2 separate regions of the Ovis aries genome follow, and region 1 is linked to region 2. A link is a contact called in public Hi-C data. All regions are on one chromosome and are shown on one strand. Each heading gives the region's core, a stretch centred on a gene start, on an enhancer-like site or on the middle of the called end of the contact. The rest is flanking DNA. Distances are from core to core; before and after follow the strand shown.

Region 1 (7,175 bases), core at 1,563-4,062, 430 kb before region 2:
TCAGGGCTTGGCACTGTGCTTGGAGTCTAGTAGAGGCTAGTAGGAATCCTTTCCTTAGGAAGAGTAGTCTTGGCAGGGCTGGCAGGCAATGGGTTTAGGACACCATATATGCAACTCCAAATATGAGGCAATACCCCATTTCCCAACGAAAAAGTTACAAAAGTCTTCTGTGTGTGCACCCGTGTCTGTTTCTCTTTTCTTGGCTGGGTTGAATATGGACACTTTTAATGATGCAAGTGGAATAGTCAAAATTCTAGTTATAAAATTTAATTTATTGGTCTCATTACATGCCTATTTAAAATTATAGGTGTAAATATACGTATTTAGAATCTTGCCCTTTTGAACTCATTATCCAGACTCTTCATCATCACCTGTCTTTGTCATCACTTGAGCCCCCCTTTTGAGTGATCTCACTCCATCTTCCAGAACTTGCTTCTGCCCACATATTTTTGAGTTTGTATTTGCAGTCACTGGAAATGTTATCTCAAGCTTAATATCCACATGCTATTTATGATATCCCTAAAGTAACTTCTTCTTGTCCTGCTTAAAAATCTTAACAGGGTTAAGATCTTAACCCATTAAAGATCTTAACAGCGTTGTGCCTAGGTTAGGAAATAATATTCATGCGTTTTAACGATGCATACTCAGATACCAAAGCGTGAAATGACGTGAGGTTTGGGATTTTCCTTGAGACAATTCAGCAAAGAGAAAAAGATAAAAGACAAAAAAAAAAAAAAAAAAAAAGAAGAAGAAGGACCAGTGAAGCAAATGTGGAAAAAATCTGGGTAATTAGTAATCTGGAGAGAGAGTATATCATCATACTGTATGCTCTTCTTTCGATTACAAATTTTCATAATAAGTTTATAAAAAATGAGCTTTAAAAAACATGCTTACATTGTTACTTGCAGTTAGAGTCACACCTTCAAGGATAACTACAAAAACTCCTACCTTACTGTGATTAAAAAAATACAACTGTTCTTCGGACCTGTGGACACAGGATTCGGGGGAAGGAAAGGGTGGGACGAACTGAGAAAGTAGCCTTGACATATACACATGACCATGTGGAAAATAGGTAGCTAGCGGGAAGCTGCCGTATAGCACAGGGCGCTCAGCTTGGTGCTCTGTGATGACCTACAGTGGTGTGATGAAGGGAAGTTGGGAGGGAAGCTCAAGAGGGAGGGGATAAAATGTATACTTATAGCTGATTCATATTGTTGTACAGCAGAAACGAATACAACATTGTAAAGCAATTATACTCCAATAAAATTAAAAAACACTGTAAAAAGCAAAAACACCCACGACTGTTCTAGGCAACCTCTATGAACATCTTAAACTTGTATCGATTGAATGCCTTTAAGGGCATTTTGTTATTTAAAATAAAGAAACTGAGTGAGCATTCTATAACATGAGGAACTTTGGATAGACACACTTATAAGGTGACATCTTACATTTGCTCGTATGAGTTATTTTCCTTGTTGATCTGAGTGAATGGGGATTGGTGATGACCCAAAATAGAGAACTCCCATAAGTGATGTGGAAAGACCTCCTGCAATGTCCTTTGTCAAAAATACCCATTACCTAGTGCCCTCATTGGCATCTGAGCTCGAAAGCCCAGGATAGTAGGGAACATACAGTCCTGGAGGCGGGCCTGGTGACACCTGCCTGAGGATGGGGTGTCAGTGGTGATGTAAAAGGGGAGAGGCAACATTTTCCTCATTGGGCAATGTTTATCCCCTGGGGAGAGGACACAGAGCCGTGGTCCACGCAGCCAAAGTGAGAGGCTGGTTGGGTAATTGTCCAGCAGGTTCCAAGTCAGGCAAGACTGTTTAGGCCTGTGCCTAGTCACTCAGTCCTTTCTGGCTCTTTTTGACACCATGGACTGTAGCCCGCCAGGCTCCTCTGTCCATGGGATTCTCCAGGCAAGAACACTGGACCAGGTAGCCATTTCCTTCTCCAGGGCATCTTCCCAATCCAGGATAGAACCTAGGTCTTCTGTATTGCAGGCAGATTCTTTACTGACTGAACTGAACCAGGGAAGCCCACTTTGCCTAAGAGTCCTAAACTACCACTATCAGAAGGGATTGGAAAACTGTTCAACGTTTATGTTTGTTTTATAGCATGGGTTTTCCAGAGGACGAAAGAAAAAGTGATTATTTTAAAAACATTTTTGAAGAATAGGATGCTTTCCATAAAATGAAGTAGACTACTTGCCAATGAGGATTATAATTAAAAATATCTTCTTGATCTGGGTGGAAAGTCTCCAGAATTCTTTGATTTTTACTGTTTTTTCCCCTGAGGATACATCATGCTAGGCCACAGTAGACCTGTCATCATTGTTGAGAGATTTACTTCTGACAGTTTTCTTCATCTCCTTGTTCACACTCAGCATTTCACAAGAGAGAGGATTTTTGGTATTTTGAAGGAATCCTCTCTCAAACATAAAAATCACAACATTCTGGCTTTCCAGCGTCTATCTCAACATTTTAGCGCAAGCAGATTGATTGGAATGCAGAAAAACAAAAGAAGATCAACAAAACACCAGCATGCTCAAACTGAGAGCGGGTTCTTTTTGGACAGTGTGTGTTTTTTTGATGAGCTAAGTGTTGATTCTAACCCAAAAAGACTGAGAAGTGTGAGGTTAGATAAGTGTCTGCTAGATTCATTATTGCCATGTGGATTCTGTGGAGTCAGCTTAGAGTCACTGGGTGTAGCTGCAGAATAAAAGTTTTTCTGGTTTATACTTCGCTCTGATTGGACAGTTACTGAGAGCAGGGACTTGCAACACCTTCCGGAAGCTCTCTGGTAACTTCAGGTCTGCGCCCAGAGGGTGGACGCCTCTAGCAAGGTAGTGCAGGATGGATTCTGCAGGCGTTGCTTGAGCAACGCCAAGTGGCCCCCGGCCAGGGTAGGAGTTAAACCAGGAGATGGCTATCAAGGGCAGTTGTTAGGTTTGGCGCTTGTCTCTTGAGCTGCCGTGCTGAGCAGGAAAGAGAGACATTTGTTTGTGGATTTAGCTCATCGCGCTATAGTGCACTCTGTAATCTGAGTCTTTCTCTTTGCTCCAGAGAAAAACAAGTCTGACTTGCATACCATGGAGGATTTAGATTGGCCAGTTTACATCTTTCACCCAGGTTGCTCGGAGCCCGCTCCCCACGATTTTCTACATTCATTTCCTAGCAATCTGGACGGCAGCCTCATTTGGTGGTTTGGGACGTAGTTAACATTTTCCAGTAGACGTGCTGCACACCCTGGGATGAATATAATCTTTTTCCAAGAACCATGATGATTTCTGACACTACCTTTGCCCCCGTGTGTATGTGTTCGCATGAAAAACAGTATGGCTGTACTATGGATCAGTGATCTGACTGCAGAGCAGTTATTGTTGGGTTTTCTTCAGGGTGGTTATCCTCCTTCTGGTCAGTGGATAAATGGTGTTTGGATAGGACCTGGCACAGATACTCTAACCGTTCAGCTTAATGTATAACTACTATGTTTTTCTTCTGTGTCAGCAGTTGGCAGCATGATCCTGTAAGTACCAATGCTGGTGAATAAGTGGATGTCTGTGGAGTGAGGGGAGGGCAGGGCTGGAGGAGGCAGTTTTGAAATCCATGCCAGTGGTTGCTGCAAGTGATAAGATCATTTGAGTAACCTGTAAGACCTGTGGATTCACGGCTTTCAAAAACAGGAAAGTCTCTTGTTCAAAAACCCTCTAAAGCAACATGTGGGCGCAGAAAAGAAGCTGGCTTGTGGTTTGGTGATTGTAGTTCCTTATTGATATAATGGCCAGTGACGCAAGGCCTCTTGGGATTGCAGTGCTGTGACCGCAGGTGACAGTTACCCTGACAGGGTTCTGAAACAGGCCCGGGGCTTTCTGGACGGATGAGAAGTCTAAAAATTTCCCTTTTCATTTCCTCTCTTGTGTGACTTTGTCATTAAAAAAAAAAAAAACTGGTTCTTGACAAGGGAATTTTGCCCCAGCTCTTCAGGAGTTTAACTGGGTGACTTCTCTCCCACTTCCCAAAAATCCCTCCCTGAAAACCCAAAGCTAAAAAAAAAAAAATTGTCTGGTCTATTCTTGCAGATTTTTCAGTGGGTCTATGTTTGATCAATTAGCTTTGAGGCCAGATTGATAACAAGCAGATTTCAAATACATTTTATGATTTGGAAAAAAGACCATCAGGAACATCTCTATATCCTGAGTCTTCTGGGAATTTTAAGCCTTGAGTAAATGCTATGCTGTTCTGGAAGCCAAAGCCTCTCATAAGGAGAGGGAGGCTTGGAGAGACAGATGCTCCCAGGACCCCTGCTTGTGTCCTGAAATAAATGAAAACAGGTGCCATTCCTGCGTCACACGGCTAACTGACCGCCGCACAAACAATTCTGTTGGCTGGATGTGTGGGGCTATCTTGGCGTGAAAAACATTCTGCTTTAGAAATAAACTTCAGATGGGGCTTCTGATCCCCTGAGTGCTCGGGAGGGGATTCGGGTGTGACAGTTTGGTGGGATGAATCTACTTTTAGAAGGCTACTTCTGTACTTTGCCTGCAGTGGGGAGAGAGGCCAACTTGGGGGAAGCCACCTCCACACCCCAATTCCTCCCAAAGTCCTTGTGAACACTTGGTATGCTTGTATGTAGGTATATATGTCTCTTTGTGTACATGCCTGTATGTGTATTACCTGTGTTGTTGGACACAACCGGCAAATTCCTTTTATTTTTCGGTGAATTCAGAGGACATAGCATTTGGAAGAAGGGTATGCACCAGTGTTCCAGCAAATTATCAGTCGAGTATGCCAATCCTTACTAAATGAACCCATCTTGGTGATTCCTCTAGGGTGGGCCTGATGATTTGCCTGGCATTATTGCACATCAGAATTTTCTGCCCATCCTCTCTCTTTCTCTCTCTCTGATAAGCCCAGTAAGTCTGCCCCAGTCACGTCACTGAGGTCATAGGGAAATGTGATCCTGCCAAGAGTGGGAGCTCAGGAGAACCGCCAAGAGCCGAAGGTTACATTGAGAGCAAGAACCACTTTCTGGGTTATGCATGTGTGCATGGGTGTTGTGTGTGTGTGAACTGTGTGTGCGTTTGTGTTCTGTGGACCTGCAGGAGCGCTGGGCCTATGCGGAGTGGGTGTGTGTATTGCCTCTGTGTACCTGCACACACGTGCGTGTCCACTGTGTGTGACACATGGAATATCACAGACCTCTGGGGGCAGTTACGGGAAGGATGCTGGTGTATGTTAGCCTGCTTGGGAAGAGGTCAATCACTTCAGTACAAAGTGCTGTTCTTCTAATTTGCTCCCCTTTCTCCTGTCAGCAACGTGTATGGAGATCGCAGAAACCTTACAGGCAAGCAAAGGATCTGTGACATTTCTCCTGCCTGCCTGCCTCTCAAGTGAGTTCTACTCAAACCCCTGTTGTCTTCAGCCTAAGGAAAAGGGAGAGAGTTTTAGAATTGAGAAGAGGGAGCAAGAATTCAATCGCACGCTGGTCTTTTTCATTGTGTTTTGAGTGTATGTTTTCTGTACGTCCAAAAGGACAGGAGAAGGGATAAAAGGGGGGTGGGGCAGGGAATCAGATGGGGCAGATTGTCTGATTTTGGACCTGAAAAGTAACATTTCTATCCTTCTACTCAGGACTCTGCCCCAGTTTCCTGTCTCTAACCTCCGAGTCTGACCCATTTCTGGCTATTTTTATTTGTTTCCCTGAAAATGCTCCCTGTGCGATTGGAGTTGACTCTTTGCCAACTTTGTTCTTATCCTCCCTGCCATCTGAGTCCAAAAGTGCAGCCCTTCCCACCTCACTCCCAGCAATTATGGGTGAGTTCAGAGTCAAAGAACGGCAGGGTTTCATGGTGATGTGACAAAGCGTTGACTTCTTTTCTCTCCATGAGACTCAAAGACAAGCAGCTGCTACCTGCACGCAGAGCTTTGCACCACTGCATCACCTTTGGTCTGATTTTCCTCGCCAAGGGAGCAGGCTCCTGTGGGGACAGCGGTTCCATCTCCAGCATCCCTGGGGGCACACGGATGCTGGAACACTCACCCCAGGCACTTATCTCCAATTACAGCCTGAGTCAGCAGGGGAACCGGGAAGTGGACTCCAGGTCCATTGCGGTATGGAAAGTTGGGTGTATTTACTTTTCTCTTAGAGCAAACTTTGATTTACTCTTTAATAAGTTACCATGAAGGATATGGTGCTGGAGAAATTTGACTTGGCACCTAAATCTAAGTCATATATTGATAAAGGAGGAGAGGGAACTAGGAGTCTTTTGCGTTTTTCTGGCTTTATCATTAACCCAAAGTTTGGAAATCTATTTGCTTTTAGAAGCATCAGTTTCCAAGTCTTCAAGAAGGTGTTAATTCTCTACTGATGAGGGATTTTGGCATCTTTAGCTGAAAGGTGTGATAACCGGGTGACCTGTGACGCTGTGGAAACCCTAGAGGGGCTGTGTGACCAAATGAAGACTGACCTTGACTACAGGTTGAATTCTTGATCCTGTCGCTTCCAGTTTCACTGGGGAAAATCGATTCATTTCTTTGGCCTCAGTCACCTCATCTGTAAAATGGGGGTAGGGGGAAATCCTATCTCCCTCCGAAGGGATTCAAAAGAGAGATGTAAAGGGCCACGTGGGAGACTGGAAGGTGGTGTTTCACTTAGCCTACAAAATGTCAGGGTTAGAGGTCTTTAGTCACTTTATTGGGTGGGAGAAAACATCTGTTATCTCTTTCCAGAAGTTTCTGCAGGAAGTCACCTGTACAAGGTAAAAAACGTGATTGCATCCTCCACGCTTTTTCTACTTGTTTCTACCTGAGTAGACGGAGCGCCCCTGCAGAGCAGTGATGCTCTCGCCTCACTGCTGATGGGGGATGCACACCCTGAGAGCAGCCAGGCTGAAGGTTTCCTATTTTTGCTGACAGCGCTTCCTCATTAAATGCAGCCATCTGCAAAAAGGGAAAGAAGAAGAAGAAAAAAAAAAACACTCAAGAAGGGAAAGGTGGAACCAAGTCCCCTTCTCAGGCTTCTCTGGTGATCTCTGGGGAGGAATTGTCTCTTTGTTTGTCCGAAGGGCCTGGCATAACTTCTTCTCTGGAGTTCTCTCTCCCCATGGCTCCAAGAGTGGAGACTTAGCACCTTTTGTAACAAAAGCAGGGCTTCCCAGATGGCACCAGTGGTAA
Region 2 (6,662 bases), core at 891-3,390:
TCTTTCCCTTGGGAGCCAAGCAGGAAAATAGCATAACTGTGTATAATGCAGTGGAAAAAGGATGTGTTAACCCTCACCCAGAGCTTGTACATCCAAAATCAGTTTTCTCATCCTTTTCTTCCCTTTTTGCCAAACTCCATACATCCCCCATGGGCTGAGATGCTGTGAAGCTGGCCAAGCCTGGTGGCTACGATTCAGAGCAAGGGTTTTGGGGTCCAACCTCCTGGGTATCCACCTAGCCTCTGCCCCTTGAGCGCTGTGTGATTTCAAGCAGGATTTTATTTTCTGGAAGCCTCAGTTTCCTCATCTGGAAAATGGACATCATGCCAGTTAGTTTAAGAAATACCCTAGGGCTTAAATAAGAGGAAGCTTGCAGTGGGTTTGGCTAAGTGCCTGGCATGAAAGTGATGGATATACCTCAACTCCTGTTGCTGTTAGCACATAGAGAACTTCACCAGACAGAATTCATAAAAGAATTTACTTGATTGTTTTTTAAAGGGTCTTCTTCGATGTGGACCATTTGTAAAGTCTTTATTGAATTTGTTGCAGTGTTGTTTCTGTTTTTATGTTTTGTTTTCTTGGCCAAGAGGCATGTGGGATCTCAGCTCCCCGACTAGGAATTGAACCTGCCCCCACTGCAATGGGAGGTGAAATCTTAACCACTGGATCACCAGGGAAGTCCCAGGAGACCATTTAGAAGGACAAACCTTTGCGGTTAGCAAGTGAGACTGCATCAGTCAGCAACATCTGGTCTTGGTGAAAAGGAAGGGCAGCTGCAGACAAGGAAACCGACTGGTGAAAACAACAGATGACCCACACCTTGATGGGGCTGCATATCAACATCGATCCCTTATAGAGGGTAGAGCCAGCCTATCCTAGCTGGGGAACCCCAAATTCTGCTTTCAGTGACCTACAGCCCTGGCTGGGGGCACCGAGGTCTAGCAAGCAGTCCAACCACAGGGCATGACTGCAGGGAAAAGAGAGAAGCAGCACAAAAGAATGGGGGACTTCCCTGATTGTCCAATGGTTCGAATCCACCTTCCAGTGCAGGGGACGTGGATTCCATCCCTGGGGGAGGAACTAAGACTCCTCATGCCAGGTGGCAACTCAGCCCCGGAGCCACAACCACTGAGCCCATGCTCCACAAGAGAACCTCAGGCGCTGCAACTAGAGAAAAGCCTGAATGCCGCAACAAAGACCCAGCACAGGCAAAAAAAAAAAAAAAAAGGAATGGTGGCATTCTCATGGCTGCGGTGCACAGAGGGTTTGACTCATCTCTGCGAAGAGGACCTAGTGTTTTTCACGATCACTATATTCCAGATGCAAACATTCTCAGGCAGGAGAATGGTCCCTAAAGGATTGGTCTACCAATTGAAGAGTGAGAAACTGTTTAGAGAGTCACGCCTGGACTTCCTCGAACATTCCTCCTGCACACACTCACGGACACAGACGTGCACACGGGGTGCCTGACCGAGGGGCAGGGGGACCCAGCTGGTGGCTCAGACGGTAAAGCGTCTGTCTACGATGCAGGAGACCTGGGTTCGATCCCTGGGTCGGGAAGATCCCCTGGAGAAGGAAATGGCAATCCACTCCAGTACTACTGCCTGGAAAATCCCATGGACAGAGGAGCCAGGTAGGCTACAGTCCATGGGGTCGCAAAGAGTCGGACACGACTGAGCAACTTCACTTTCACTACGCTGGCCAGAGCTCCCTGGGGTCCTTAGTACCTGGAGAAGTGACAGAAGAGGCGAGGGCTGGCCTCACCTCACCAAGGATCAGCTAAATGAACCTGGTACCCAGAGTTTTCCTTTCCCTGCAGAGGGAGTGGACCTGAGAGACTGGAACACAGGAAAAACTGGAATGTCCCCATTTTCCTTCCCCAGTGTCTCTCTGGCGGTCATGACAACAGAGAGGGGGCTGACGGGGGTGGATCAATCTTTCTCCGGCTCTGGAGTGAGTCATTTGGCAAATAGCTTCATGTGGAAGTTACAAAACCTCTCGAGTCACCTATGGAAACCCCAGTCTTCAGAAACCACAGCAAAGTTTCTGTTTGTTTGTTTGTTTTTTTTTGCTGTTGAGCTCACTTCCGCAGCGGCAGGGATACCGGCGAATCACAAACCGCACACCGACCGCGCACATGCGTTCCACCTGCGGATGGATACGCTGCCTTCTCCTGGAGGACCCCGGAAGTCCCTTCCATCTGCTCTTACAGTTTCTTTTGTGTGTTGCCTGTTGGGTCTCTGTTGTACTGATTTGTCCAGGCCACTCCCAAGATGGGGGCGCTGCTACGGTCCTCTGAAGGACCTTTCCTGTGGGGCCCCGAGAAAGCTTTTACTATAGACATGTTTTAAGGAGGAATTTTCTTGCTTTGTGTTCCCTACACAGATTTTAGGGGTTTCTTTTACCCCCTTGGGGATAAAAGTCATTACAAGAAAAACCCACAAAACTTTTGACGCCTGTGGTATTTCTGCTCTTTCGGCTTTTAGTCCACTGAAATTATTTTGGAAACAAAGTAGCTCTCAATTTTTCAATAGCCACCTTCTATCCCAGTGGCTGCCACGTATACAAATTCAGTCACTCAGGAAGTATTTTTGAGCATTGCCTATGATCCAGGGACTGTTGAGTTTGCTGAGTATATAGCTTTGAACAACACTGATACACTTCTTGGTTTCAGGAAGCTTACATCACAGTAATAACTAAAAAAACTTCACAGATATACTATGAACCGAAACCAGAATTAAGGCCGGATAAAGACCCACTTAAACTTAATGGCCTACCTCTATTAATATATATGCAACTATTGTTCTCAAGTCATTGTTAGTGTACACAAGGGGCTTACCTGGTGGCTCAGTTGGCAAACAGTCTGCCTGCAGTGCAAAAGACCAAGTTCCATACCTGGGTCAGGAAGATCCCCTGGAGAAAGAAATGGCAACCCACTTCAAGTATTCTTGCCTGGGAAATCTCACGGACAGAGGAGCCTGGCAGCATACAGCCCACGGGGTCGGAAAGAGTTGGACACGACTCAGGGACTAAAGGTACCTACCTACTAGTGTCCATAGATATACAACAGGCATCCCCCCAACGTGGCGGGGGTGGGGGTGGAGGTTGGCTGTGTCACTGAAAATTTTGGACTCTGTGAATTCTCCTGCAGTGATGACAAAAGCTTAGATGCAAGGCTGAAAAGGGACCACCCAACCTGTGAAAAAAATTGGATTTTGCTGAAGCTTTATCTTGGAAAAGGGCTTAGAAGTAAATATCATTTAAACAGTTTGTTTTTCTTTAGAGACATACAAAACAACTATTTAAATAGACTGCTGATTTTGTAAATCTGCTGATTTTAATTGGCAGCTCATCCATGTATTCATTTATGGTATACCAAGGCACTGTGCTTTATGGCAGAAACACGAAGTTTAATAAGAGATGGCCTCTGCCCTCCTGAAGCTTATAATCCTGTAAGAAAAGCAGACATGGAAACAATCTAGTAGGTGCTATGTTGAGGTGAGAGTGGGGATGGAGTCCACCTTGCATGAGCAAGGCAATGGGAGGGTCATCAAAAGAAGACTTTTGAACAGTGTCTTCAGCACAAGGTTAAAGATGCCTAAACCTCTTTTAAGAGCCGGTAGCTTTTCTGCGTCCTTGTCTTTTTTTGTTTGTTTCTTTGCTGCATGGCATATGGTGTCTTAGTCTCCCAAAAGAGACACCGTCTCCACTGAAAGCACAGGGTCTTAACCGCTGGACCACGCGGGGAGTCCCACACTATCCTTTTCTCTGTGATGTTTGTCTATGGTAGCTGTAAGGAATTTGGCTGCGTTATCCATACACCAATAAACAACTCTACCAGCCCTTAGACAGAGTAAGCTGCTTAGTATTCTATTTTGTGCAATCAGAGATTAAATTCCAAATTCACTGGCACCCGGAGATGAAACAGCTAATTATATACAGTAATTGCATTTAAAATCCATGCCTTTGAATGACTGATGAAATCTTCTTTTTCAAATGCTCATAAAACTTAGTGTGCCCAGCAACCAACTGGGAAGAAGTGGCAGTAAGTTTTTAGTCTTGTAATGTGGGTATGGTGCCATGCTCTTTCACCCCTGTGCTTTCCTTGAATTCACCCTGCACATTTAAATAATACTTTTGTCCAAGAGGAAGAAGTAAAATTGTGTCTGTTTGCAGATGAAATGATATTATATATAGAAAACCCTTAAGACTCCACCAAAAATTGTTAGAACCAATAAACAAATTCAGTAAAGTTGCAGGATATAAAATCAATATACAAAAATCAGTTCAATTTCTCTACAGCAACAATCTTTCAGAGAAATTAAGAAAACAATTACCTTGACAATAGCATCAGAAAACATAAAATACATAGGAAAACATTTAACCAAGGAAGTGAAAGAACTGTATACTGAAACCTATAAAACACTGATGAAAGAAATTAAGGGAGAAACAAATAAATGAATTGGAAGAATTAATATTGTTTAAACTTTATTCTACCCTAGCAATCTACAGATTCTGTGCAATCTCTATCAAAATACTGATGGCATTTTTCACAGACTAGAACAAACAATCCAAAAATTTCTGTGGAACCACAAAAGATCCTGAAGAGCCAAAGCAATCTTGAGAAAGAAGAACAAATCTGGAGGCACCATCCATCCTGATTGCAAACTACAGTTGACCTTGAACAACACACAAGGTGCCAGCCCTTTACACAGTTGCAAAGCTGCATGTCACTTCACAGTCAGCCATCCTCTTCATCCAGAGTTCAGTAGCCTTGGATTCTACCAACCAGGGATCAGATTGCATTTTATTGCAATTCGTATCTATTGAAAAACATCTGTGTTCCAGTTGACTCATGAAATTCAGACTCCTGTTGTTCAGGGGCCACCAGTATATTACAAAGCTATTACAATCAAAACAGCATGGTATTGGCATTAAGAACAGACACATAGATCAAAGAAACAGAATAGACAGCTCAGAAATAAACCTATGCTGTGCTGTGCTGAGTCGCTCAGTCATGTCTGACTCTTTGCGACCCCATGGACTGTAGCCTGCCAGGCTCCCCTGTCCATGGAATTTTCAAGAATACTGAAATGGGTAACCATTCCCTTCTCCAGGGGATCTTCCCAACCCAGAGATCGAACCTATGTCTCCAGAACTGCAGGCAGATTCTGTACCATTTGAGCCACCATGGAAGCCCAGGGAAGAAAAAACCTCTTCAAAAAATGGTGCTCTAAAAACTAGATTCCTTCATGCAAAAGAATGTCACTGAACTATCTTACGTCATACACAAAAATCACCTCAAAAATGGGCTAAATGCTTAAGTATCAGATGCAAAACCATAAAACTTATAGAATAAATTTTATAGAAAAAGCTGTTAACCTTTGTCTTGGGTATGCTTTTTTTTTTTAACACCGAAAGTAAACACAACAGAAACAAAAATAAACAAGTGGGACTATATCCAACTAAAAAGCTCCTGCACAGCAAAGGAAACCACTGACAAAATGAAAAGTCATCTGTGGAATGGAAGAAAGTATTTGCAAACCATATATCCAATAAGAAAATATTTGCAAACCATATATCCAATAACCATATATCCGAAAATAATAATTAACACCCTAATTATACAAAGAACTCACACAACTCAATAGCAAGAAGCCAAATAACCCAATTTTTAAAATGGGAAAGGGATGTGATTAGACGTTTTTCCAGAGAAGACTGTCTCATGGCCAGCAGGTGCATGAAAAGATGCTCAAATCACTAATCGTCACAAATCAAAACCACAGCGAGCTATCACTTCACATTTGTTTTCTGTTATCAAAAAGACAGGTGATAACAAATGCTGGTGAGAATGTGGAGTAAAGGGGGCCCTCATACACTGGTGGTGGAGACTGGTACAGCTGCTATCAAAAACAGTAGGGAGATTTCTCAAGAAATTAAAAATAGACTTACCATCTGATCCATCAATCCCACTTCTGGGTATATATCCAAAGAAAGCAAAATCATTATTTCAAAGAGATATCTGTACACTCATTTTCATAATAGCCAATAACATTATTCAGAATAGCCAAAGTATATAAACAACCTATGTGCTTGGATGAATGGATTAAAAAAATGTGGTATACACACTCACCATGGAATATTATTCAGCTTCAAAAAAAAAGAAAATCTGCCATTTGAAACAGCATGGATGGATCTTGAGGGCGTTATGCTAAGTGAAATAAGTCAGACAGAGAGAGACTAATGCTGCATGAGGTCACTTATATACCGGATCTAAAGAGAAAAAAACAACAACACTGATTACATAGATACAGAGTTGAATGGTGATTGTCAGGACTGGGGGGAGGGAAATGGGGAGAGGTTAGTAACAGGGCACAACCTCTCAGGTATAAATGAGTAAGGGGACTTCCCTGGCGGTCTAGTAGTTAAGACTGTGTGCATCCAGATCAGGGGGTGTGGATTCGATCCCCAGTCCGGAAACTAAGATCCCACGTGCCACGCAGCATGGTCACACAAAAAAGGAACGAAATAGTAAGATAACCTGTATCTATAGTTAAGATAACATGTAATAGATAATCTATAGAAGGCATAGATTGTAGTAAGATGACATGAATTCATAGTAATTGTGTAATTTCATGATAGCATGACAGCCAATTTTTGTT

What was found. A called contact is a pair of places that touch in the nucleus more often than the background predicts.
Region 1: a contact with region 2 is called in a Hi-C map of liver, with 3 times the contacts expected there. The contact joins two enhancer-like sites. A contact is called at or near these places in 5 of 16 Hi-C or Micro-C datasets (blood, hypothalamus, liver and 1 more).

The regions. Positions count from the first base shown.
Region 1 is chr25:7,116,183-7,123,357 of ARS-UI_Ramb_v3.0, reverse strand. No RefSeq gene overlaps it. Among named protein-coding and RNA genes, the nearest start is that of TRNAR-CCU, 97 kb to the left of the region's middle. Within about 2 kb of position 2,812, at least 33 of the 54 cell types and tissues checked have an H3K27ac peak or open chromatin away from gene starts, as enhancers often do. A contact at or near this core is called in liver, where this site is marked.
Region 2 is chr25:6,687,954-6,694,615 of ARS-UI_Ramb_v3.0, reverse strand. No RefSeq gene overlaps it. Among named protein-coding and RNA genes, the nearest start is that of TARBP1, 39 kb to the right of the region's middle. Within about 2 kb of position 2,140, at least 4 of the 54 cell types and tissues checked have an H3K27ac peak or open chromatin away from gene starts, as enhancers often do. A contact at or near this core is called in liver, where this site is marked.